Regions from separate parts of the Sus scrofa genome. Here region 1 is linked to region 2. The links are chromatin contacts, called in public Hi-C maps. All regions are on one chromosome and are shown on one strand. The core of a region is the stretch at or near the end of the contact, and the rest is flanking DNA. Distances in the headings are between cores, read along the strand shown.

What was found. Hi-C and Micro-C count contacts between places; a contact is called where the count stands out from the background.
Region 1: a contact with region 2 is called in a Hi-C map of omental adipose tissue, with 1.9 times the contacts expected there. The contact joins the enhancer-like site here to the promoter of SPATA5 in region 2. A contact is called at or near these places in 1 of 5 promoter capture datasets (fetal liver), 4 of 47 Hi-C or Micro-C datasets (embryonic fibroblasts, fibroblasts, omental adipose tissue and 1 more) and 1 of 2 datasets of contacts at active chromatin or transcription factors (alveolar macrophages).

The regions. Positions count from the first base shown.
Region 1 is chr8:102,190,767-102,195,848 of Sscrofa11.1, reverse strand. The region is part of intron 9 of TRPC3 (transient receptor potential cation channel subfamily C member 3); the gene reads right to left. Among named protein-coding and RNA genes, the nearest start is that of TRPC3, 45 kb to the right of the region's middle. Within about 2 kb of position 3,763, at least 6 of the 83 cell types and tissues checked have an H3K27ac peak or open chromatin away from gene starts, as enhancers often do. A contact at or near this core is called in embryonic fibroblasts, where this site is marked.
Region 2 is chr8:101,239,032-101,243,941 of Sscrofa11.1, reverse strand. SPATA5 (spermatogenesis associated 5) reads left to right here and starts at 2,843. Exons shown (of 17, transcript NM_001177913.1): 1 at 2,843-2,987. The coding sequence starts at 2,843. NUDT6 (nucleoside diphosphate-linked moiety X motif 6) reads right to left here and starts at 1,775. Exons shown (of 8, transcript XR_002346434.1): 1 at 1,746-1,775.

The sequences.
Region 1 (5,082 bases), core at 2,514-5,013, 950 kb before region 2:
ATAGCAGTTACAATGAAAAGTAAGATATATGTGTACCAATACAGATAATTCTAAAAAATACAAAAAGTGAAAAAAGCAGAATATATAATGTGATTTATGTATATTTCAAAAACACATAAGACCAACTAATATATGATTGTATGAACATACTTAAGTAAGCAATAATATGTAAGGTATACATGGGAAGAACACACATGAACTTCAGGATAGTCAAGATCGCAGGGGAGACATGAAAGCTAATGCAACAGGGTGAAGATACTGTAGTTTTATCAAAATTTTCTTACAAAAAAGCTTCGAAAAGAATATGGCAAAATGTTATAGGTATTAAATTCAGACGGTAGTGGCATAGATGTCTAACAGGATATTTTGCGATAGCTTTCTGTGTTTGAAATAGTTCATAGTTAGAATTTTAAATGTACTAAAATAAAAACAAAATACTTGTATAAAAAGGTTTTTAATGCTGCTGCGCAGATTGATGTGCCTCATCATACAACTAGGCGTTTATTCCATCTTCAGCAGCAAGAGTCCTTTAGTCATGATACACAGACAAAAATTTTTTACCTTTACCAACAAAGCTGTAAAAACTTTAGCTTGTATAGAAACTGAGAATAACTCAGGGCTTCTAAAGGTTTTATTCAGTACCATTCAGAAGTGCATTATTTAGAAGCTCTCTCTCTACAAAAAATAAAACTTAAAGTGAGGTAGAATGGGTTGGGAGTCAAATATCTCTGAATTTGAATGCAGGCCTTTATTTACTACCTGAATGAACTTATGGTGCATAAACTCTTGAAGCTTCCATTTCCTTATCCATAAAATGGGGGTAATGAAACTCAACTCATAAGTTGCACAGATTGAATAAATGCATGTAAAAGCATGGTCCCTACTTAAAAAAGGGTAGCTCTTGTTAGTATTATTTATAATACTTGAACATTAAGATATTGCTACCCACATTCCCTACTATAAAACTCTAAAACATTTATGTAACATTATCCAAAACCACACTTGGAAAGTCTATGAGCACATGAAAAAATGTTCAACATCACTGATTATTAGAGAAATGCAAATCAAAACTACCACGAGATACCACCTCACCCCAGTAAGAATGGCCATTATTAATAAGTTCACAAATAACAGATGCTGGTGGGGGTATGGAGAAAAGGGAACCCTCCTGCACTGTTGGTGGAAATGTAAGCTGATATAACCACTATGGAGATCAGTGTGGAGGTAGCTTAGAAAACTATACATATAACCCAGAAATTCCACTCTTGGGCACATATCTGAACAAAACTTTCCTTGAAAAAGACACAAGCACCTGCATGTTAATTGCAGCACTATTCACAATAGCTGAGACATGGAAACATCCCAAATGTCCATCGACAGACGATTGGATTAGGAAGATGTGGTATATATACACAATGGAATACTACTCAGCCATAAAATAATGCCATCTGCAGCAACATGGATGGAACTAGAAACTCTCATCCTGAGTGAAGTAAGTCAGAAAGAGCAAGACAAATACCATATGATATCACTTATATCTGGAATCTAATATACAGCACAAATGAAACTTTCCACAGAAAAGAAAATCGTGGACTTGGAGAATAGACTTGTGGTTGCCAAGGGGGAAGGAATGGGATGGATTGGGAACTTGGGATTAATAAGATGCAGACTATTGCTTTTGGTATGGATTAGCAATGAGAAACTGCTGTGTAGCACTGAGAACTATGTCTAGTCACTTATGATGGAGCATGATAATATGAGAAAAAAGAATGTATACATGTATGTATAACTCCATCATCATGCTGCAGAAAATTGACAGAAGACTGTAAACCAGCTACAATGGAAAAAAATAAAAATCATTTTATATATATATATATATATATACACACACACACACACACACATACATATACATAAAAAGAAAGCCTATGAGGACTTCATTTACTGCTAGTAGGAAAAATATCAGGAAAATAAAATATTTTAAACCTTCATAGAGTGTGCAGGTTCCTTAGAAACATCCTGAACATGCCACTCAGATTAAATTCCCTCACTGAAAACAGGAAGGCATATTCATTTCCATATCATCTTTACACTTCAGGGGAAATCATGGTTACAGGCTTAATTTTTTTCTTTGCAAAATTTAATGTGTTTTAAGCTCTCCATGTATCCAACAAAAATGTTCACCTTAATATTTACAGATTAATATACTTATCTAGCACTGCACCAAATCTAAGTTTTTCTAAAAGGCAAGAAGATACCTGCTGTTGAACTCAAGTCAGTTTTTCCACACAGGACATTACCTGCTAATCATCCATCCACTCTCTAGTTAATTTAGGAAATACAATTGATGTGAATTCCAAAATGATTTGCAGCTCAAAGAAGGGGCACAACTGAGCCATCTCCATTCTATTAGCTAGAGGACAGCTTGTCTGATGAACCCAGGCAGTATTGTATAGAGAAAGTGGGGTGCAAGGGCAAACTGCCTGGATTTGAGTGTGTTTAGTTATTTACAAGCTGAGGAATCTTGGTGACTTTATCCGTGTAATGGAAATGACAGAATCTATATTATCAAAGATAATACAGATAAATTACATAGAAGGTGCTCAATTAATAGAACTATTATTCCTTCTTCTTAGTATTATTATTTTGCTTTTAGGGCTACACCCATGGCACATGTAAGTTCCCAGGCTAGGGCTTGAATCAGAGCTACAGCTGCTGGCCTATGCCACAGCCACAGCAACGCCAGATCTGAGCCATGTATGCAACCTACACCACAGCTCACGGCAATGCCAGATTCTTTAACCCACTGAGCAAGGATAGGGATTGAACCCGCATCCTCATGGATACTAGTCAGGCTCATTACTGCTGAGCCACAGTGGAAATTTCCTATTCCTTATTATAATTTATACTTCTTTTGTGAAGCAAATCTTGAGTAACCAATCTTAATAATTATGGTACCATAGTCAAAGAGCATGTAACTTTTATGTCATAAGTAAAAATATTGTTTAAAATATTACCTTCACCTAAATTTCCAATAGATTCTTTAATCAAATCCTGTACTCAAAATTAAATTGATCAATAACTGAATTATCTTCTTTCCCTCTTGGGCAAATGGCTAACTAAACCAATAGGAAGTCTATAGATTAACTTCTACATTCCACAAACCTCCAGGAATTATCCATATTTTTGGCTATAAGCATGTATGTCACTCTTTAAGGAAGACATTGTAACTTTTATAGAGTTGACTATGGATTCTCTCTGTCCACAGTGTGGAATGCGAGGTGGTACCACATGGTGGTAGTTACCTCAAACCTCTTGCTAAAAACCCAAGTTCATTTCTCAGCCCTCCATTAAGACTGGGGGAAGGAATGAAATTTGGGTAGTTGGATATCTGGGTATGCCATATCTTCCTAAAAGGCCTCAAAGCTTTTCTTTTCACTGGCTTATTTTTTACTGATTCAAATTCAACTAACAATTGTTAAGTATTCTACCAGGTACCTTTACATTCATTTGTTCCTTTACTCTTACAGATTTTTCATAATCTGAATTTTAGCAATCTATAAAGTATGAATATAAGGTAATAAGACTGATTTGGACAAACATAAAGAATTTGGAGGAACAATTTTAGAGTAGAATTTTAGAGAGAGAACGGTCCTTGGAAATCATGTGTTTTTCATTTTTTCATACCACTGGTGACACACCCTGACAGATCACCACTGCACAGCCTCTGAATAAACATCTGTGATTCAGACCTTGCTACTCTTTCCAGATAGCTGGTTTAGTCTATTTTTGGACAACTGTAGCTGTTAAAAAATTCCTTTGTGTTGAGCCCAAATCTGCTTCACTGTACTTTCTAACTACTAGTCCAAGTTTTCTTTTCTTTTTTTCTTCTTCTTTTTTTTTTTTTTTTTTTTGTCTTTTTTAGGGCTGCACCCTTGGCATATGGAGGTTCTCAAGCTAGGGGGTGAATCGGAGCTGTAGTCCCTGGCCTACACTATAGTTTACAACAACACCAGATCCTTAACCCACTGAGCAAGGCCAGGGATTGAACCTGTGTCCTCATGGGTACTAGTCAGATTCATTTCCACTGAGCCACAACAGGAACTCCACCAAGTTTTATTCTCTGGAGAAAAAAAGAGAATAAATATCCTTCTTCTTCTCTTTGATCAGCTTTCAAATATTTCCCTTCTCTGTGTTTAAAAAAAATGTGAATTTTATATACATCCCACCTATACCACACAGACATATCTCATGGCTATGTGAATGTTTGCCTACTTTTTTCTGTCCTTCCCTTCCTCTCCACCTCAGTGCTGCCCTCATCCACTCCAGTGGAGAGAACCTTGAAGCCATGGGCTATATCTTTGTATTTTTATCACCTGGGACCATGCATAATAGAGGAGATCCTGAATGTGCCATGAAGCTTAATGCAACGCCTCATACTGCCTCCTTTAGAGTCATGTGCTTCCAGTAATGCCAAGCCTGCATGGATTGAATCAGAGCCCACCACGTGGGCCAAGAAGGCGGTCAAACACTATCTGGGTGGAAGGTGTACCCAAGCTGAAGAAGGCTGTTAAAGCAGAGCTGCCACAAATGAAAGCAGAGATAGGTTCCAAGAACTGACAGCCCAGTTTTTGTGGAGTCTTATATTTCCACTTTGTATGGTCAAATGAGCATACTAATGTACCTTTAACTTGAATGAACGCAGGTATTCATGAACTGAATTCAGTCATAGTGATCCCTCCAAGTCTTTATGTTCTCCAAATAAATTCTTTATAGACATAAAAAAATGACCTCAGCATACTACTAACAATTAATGTTAATGTAATAATACTGCTATTGATCAAGGCACTTTGAAAATTTTATTTGTTACTCTTTGAGGCACATTTCAATCTCTGTCTTTGAAGTAATTGTTTTGGAGAGGAAACACTCTTTTGAATGTAAAACATGTAAAGTGATAATTTGATTGGTGTTGTCCATATGGTTTTTTGAAGGTGGATGTGACTATTTTTGAAAACCTGGTGAAGTTTGATGGCACAGAGTCTTGTTAATAAGATGAATAATTAGCTGAGTTTAGTAATGAGA
Region 2 (4,910 bases), core at 1,594-4,093:
TTTGATAAGCTTTCCTTACATGCTCTCCACAGAGAACCTAAGGATTCTGCTCTAGATTTACTAGAGCTTATTATACATTGCCTAATGATATCTCTTGTTATCTATTTCTAATCCTAATTAATATTTTGTGTATTTGCAATCCTGAAGGTTAACATAAGATTACACACTGGGGCTCAATTCATATTTATTAATGACTGGGTTTGTTTAAAGCCACACAGCTAATGAGTGACATAGCAAGTAGAACCAAGGTTATTTCCTCACTTATGCAGATATATATGAAGCTCAACAACATATTACCTGTTCATTCATCTAACTTTACAGTTATCAATAACAGGAACAATAAAGCAACAGACTTCATGTGTAAAGGTACTTAACTCTTGCTAATACATTATATACAATCAGTCCAATTTACTCGAATAGATTTGGATTTAATGGGCTTTCTTCTCAGGTTATTTTAGTTTATTTTTATAGGCAATATGATTAGGTTTTGTTTGACTCAATGACAACTAGCAATGGCACTTAACGGTGCTGTAAGAACACATTCTAGAGCCAGGGAAGTTAATCTGTCTCAGTACCATCATCCCTGAAATGAGGATAATAGTACATACCACACAAGTTGTTATGAGAATTAAATGAATCTGTATTCATGAAGTTTTAAAAAGTGTCTAGCACTTAGTGCAATTGCATTAAAAAGTTACAAAAAGCATATGGTACTTCAAAGTTTATAAATTAGTTTCATGTAATTTATCTCTGATCACATCTATCCAGTAAAGTAATTAGAGCTAGCATTATTCACATAAGCAACCTAAGATAAAAATATTTTCAGTGGTGATTTGCCTAATGGCTGGCTAGCTGTGTGGCAGAATCTGGGACTTGAAACTTGGGTGTGGGACTCCAAACCCAACCCACTTTCTGCTTTACCTTCCTGAGATAGTGCTTTGATCACTTGTTTGGCCACTTACGAGTAACAAGTGTGTGCAATAAACACCTGTGTCTACCCACACATATGACACACATTAGAGGATGAACACCGATTTGATCTGCTGGAGTTAGCAACTGTCCCAAGTAGGAGAGAAAACAGGTGAAGAGATAAGTAGCTTGGAAATGAGGATGCTTAAAGATTAACTAGCTCTACTCTATTACCATAGATGCTCACTTGCCATATGCTGCACAGAATAAAGATTATTTGAAGTTTCCTCTTAGTGTGAGAGGATATTTTTCCATGGCTAAATATCCTTTCTCTGCTTTCAATTTGATTATGAAGACCCTCAAGGGCAGTTTGAAAAACAGGTTGCTCCACCAAATCGAGGGCTCTCAAAGTGAAGGTTCCTCTTCACAAGCTTTCTTTTTTTTAATCATTGAATTCAAGGTTCAAAGAGAATAAAGAGAATGGTGAGCTTTGTTCCTGAAGACTGAAACCATTCACCAATCTCCCCCGCTAATTATAAAGGGAGTGTTGCTTTCTAAGTAGAAGAAACTCTCTAGTTCTGGGCACCAGAGCTCCTGATCCCACTTGTGAACAAATACGACCACTCGGAGCCTCTTCGGCCCACTTACGGTCCACCACCTGTATCAGAAAACGCGATAGGGTGTTTTTTTGTTTGTTTTGCCTTGGGCAAAGTGCCGGGCAGAACCAAGTCTCAGTAAACGGCAGTAAATAATTATGAAATAATATTAACAAACGCGGAGCAGTAAGTACGCGGCAGCTATAACGCTAAGCACTTAATAAGCATTGTCCAACTTACCCCTTAACAATCCCATGAGTTCCTGTTACCTGGTTTTACAGATGAAAAAAAGGTGATTTACAAAACTTGCCCAAGATCACACACTAGAAAGAGGACCAGAAAGTAGGGCTGCAGACCTAAAGTTTGAGCTCGTCACCATTTCCCCAACAGCCTCGGAAACCTCCCAGCCAAGGGCACGAGAACGAAAGGCAGAAAACGGGTGCGGGTCACACACGCCCTCTCTCCTTCCCTCCAGAGCGACTCGGGAGTGGGAACCCCAGTTACTTGGTTAGAAAGGTCGGGAGCCCGGGGAGCCTTGATCCAAGCGCACTTGCCCTGCAAAGCTCTCTGGAAGGCGACGGTGTCCAGGCGGTCCAGAGCGTCTAGTTTCACCGAGACGCCCCCGAATCTGTCCAGCTCACCCCTCAGCTCGCCAGCTACGGAAGGGGGGTCCCGAGAGCAACCCAGGAAACTCGAGGCCCCACGGAGCCCTGCATAAAGCATTGCGTGGCGCACCCGAGCCAGCCCAGTGAACCAGCAGCGGCCGCTCCGCAGCGGCGGCATTTCCACGCAGGCTCTCGTGGCCTCAAGCCTCAGCTTCCAAATTACCCAGCGGGTTTGCCTTAGAACGAAGAATGCTACCGTAAGTTTTAGAAGAGTACCACCCACCCTATCTCAGGGTTGAGCAGGCATTACCGCTTTGCAGCTCTAGGTAGAGGAAACGGCAGTCCTGTTGACTGACTCCTCTCAGAAGTTTGCCTGGCTCCCGCCAAGCGGGGAGAAACTCCCACAGCTTTCCACCCTCCCGGAGTTACCCCCACCCATTTTAATATTAAAGGGACGTTTGTTCAGGGATGGAAAATGCGGTGGAGATAAGAAAAATTCCTGTTTTTCAGGAATTTACAATCTAAAGGACAGTTCTGTCCACCTACTCCTTGGCAGAAGTCAGAACCTCTTCAACGAAGGATCCTCGGTTCTCCCGCTCCTCCTGCGCTCCACTCCGGGGATTACGGCGCGGAACAGAGCCTCGCTGGCTTCTGCCCCGGAAGTTTTTCTCTCAGTGAAGCGCGCACGTTGAGCCGGCTTCACCGCTGCTTCTCTCAGGCAGCCTTGAGATCATGTCTTCCAAGAAGAACAGAAAACGCCTGAACCAAAGCACCGAGAATAGTTCGCCCTCGGCCTCCGCTGCTTCCTTTCCTGAGGGGGCCACAGCTTCAGCCGTGGCGGCCGGGACTTTGGTGGTGATCAACTTCCTAGAAAAGGGTAAAGAGTTCTGAGAGGGAGGTCCGAGGCCGAGGGGGTGCTGCCTGAGAGGACGAAAACCTAGCGGTTCTACCTTGAGGGGAAGAGGTTTTTAAAAAGTTGGTCGAGGCAGCGATATGAGCGCGGCACAGAAGTCCTAAAACACCTGAAGCTGCGCCTGCATTGGAAACGTGAGGCAGAAATGACTTAACCATGGCAAGTCAAGCTGCATTTTTTGAATTTCTAAGTTTCACTTGAAACAGCCTAGGCTTGTTTAAGATTAACGGCATATGTAAGTGTAAAATCGCTCATATCAAGCGAGCTTTGTATACAATCACCCAGTTCGGTGACCATGTGGACCCGTCCTTCTTGAGAGAGAGGTCGATGTGCCTTTAAGATTGATAAGTGGCTTTTCCCCTGTTACACCAGTTCTGGTATTTAATAACAGCTGTTAATTGTACACTGGCGTTAGCAGTAGGTTGCGCATTTCACTTACGTGTCTCATTTACTCTTCTCAGAGCTTGGGAGATGGTATTGTGTTCTGCCCATTTTACAGAGGAAGAAAAGTTAACGTGACCGCCCCAGGTTACACAGCCTACTAAATAAATAACAAAGGTTTATTTGAGGCCAGAAGTATTTGACTCTAAAGCCATTGCTTTAGATCAGGGCAACCTTGACTTGAGAGAACGGATTTAACCGAAACGCATTTAGTTGGTAAAGCTTCTAACAGTCTTGATGTTTTGTGGTTTTTAAAAATGGTTCAGATTAACCTAGCGGCAAGATTTTTATTTCTCTATTGCAGACCCTAAAGACTATCTTCAAGTTAACATTGCGTTTTCAGTCTCTTTTGGGGATCAGAGGGCAACTAGTTGGGTCTTGCTGTCTTGCACAATCTCTTTTTCTTTCTTTCTTTTTTTTTTTGCTTTTTATGGCCGAACTCTGGGCATATGGAGGTTCCCAGGCTAGGGGGTCCAGTCGGAGCCACAGCTGCTGCTCTTCTCTCACTCCTCAGCCTCTTCCTATTTGACATCCACCCTATTATTCCATCAAAATGGCACCTGCCCTGGTGGCTGATTATCTCCATGTGGATAAATCCAATGGATGGTATTTCATTATTTGACCCCTCAGCAGCTTTTGGTATTGTCTGTCAGCCATTTCTACCTTCTTTAAACAGTTTTCTTCTTGACTTATGTATCATCACTTTCCCAGAGTTTTCCCCTTCTTTGGTTGGTACTTAATCAGTTTGTTTTGCAGGCTCACCCTTATCTACCTAACTGTCCAAAGTAGAAGCTTCTTAATCCTTAGTCCTAAACCCTCTTTTTCTCTATATGAACTTTCTTCAGCAAGTTCATCCACTTCCCAGAGTTTCCCATTTATACCCTTATTTTCCAGATTTGTATGTGTAATTTATATTGTTTCTGAGTCGATTCAATTGTCTTCTAGACCAATGCGTTTCAAACTCTGTAGGAAAGATTTTGAAATTAATGACGTGGCACAGTAACACTGTTGTAAAATAAAATAGAAGTAAATTACTGGCAGATAAGTTAGAGATTTTTATTAGATTCAACATATGTAGAATTACTTTGTCAAAATGCGATAAAAGCTTCTAAATGCATATCATTTTTTTGTTCTTACCTCATCATGAACAGTAACAAATAGTTTGTGGACTACATTTTTTTTAAATTGGAATATAGTTGATGAACAATATTTTGTTAGTTTCAGGTGTATGTCATTGTGATTCCCTTTTTTTTTTTTTTTTTTCTTTTTAGGGCTGCATTGGTGGCATGTGGAAGTTTCAGACTAGGGGTCCAATCAGAGCTGCAGCTGCTGCCCTACACCACAGCCTACACCACAGCCATAGAAATGCAGGATCCGAGCCTTTTTTGCCACCTACACCACAGCTCACAGCAACGCCATATCCCTGATTGAGGTCTGGGAGCCTGA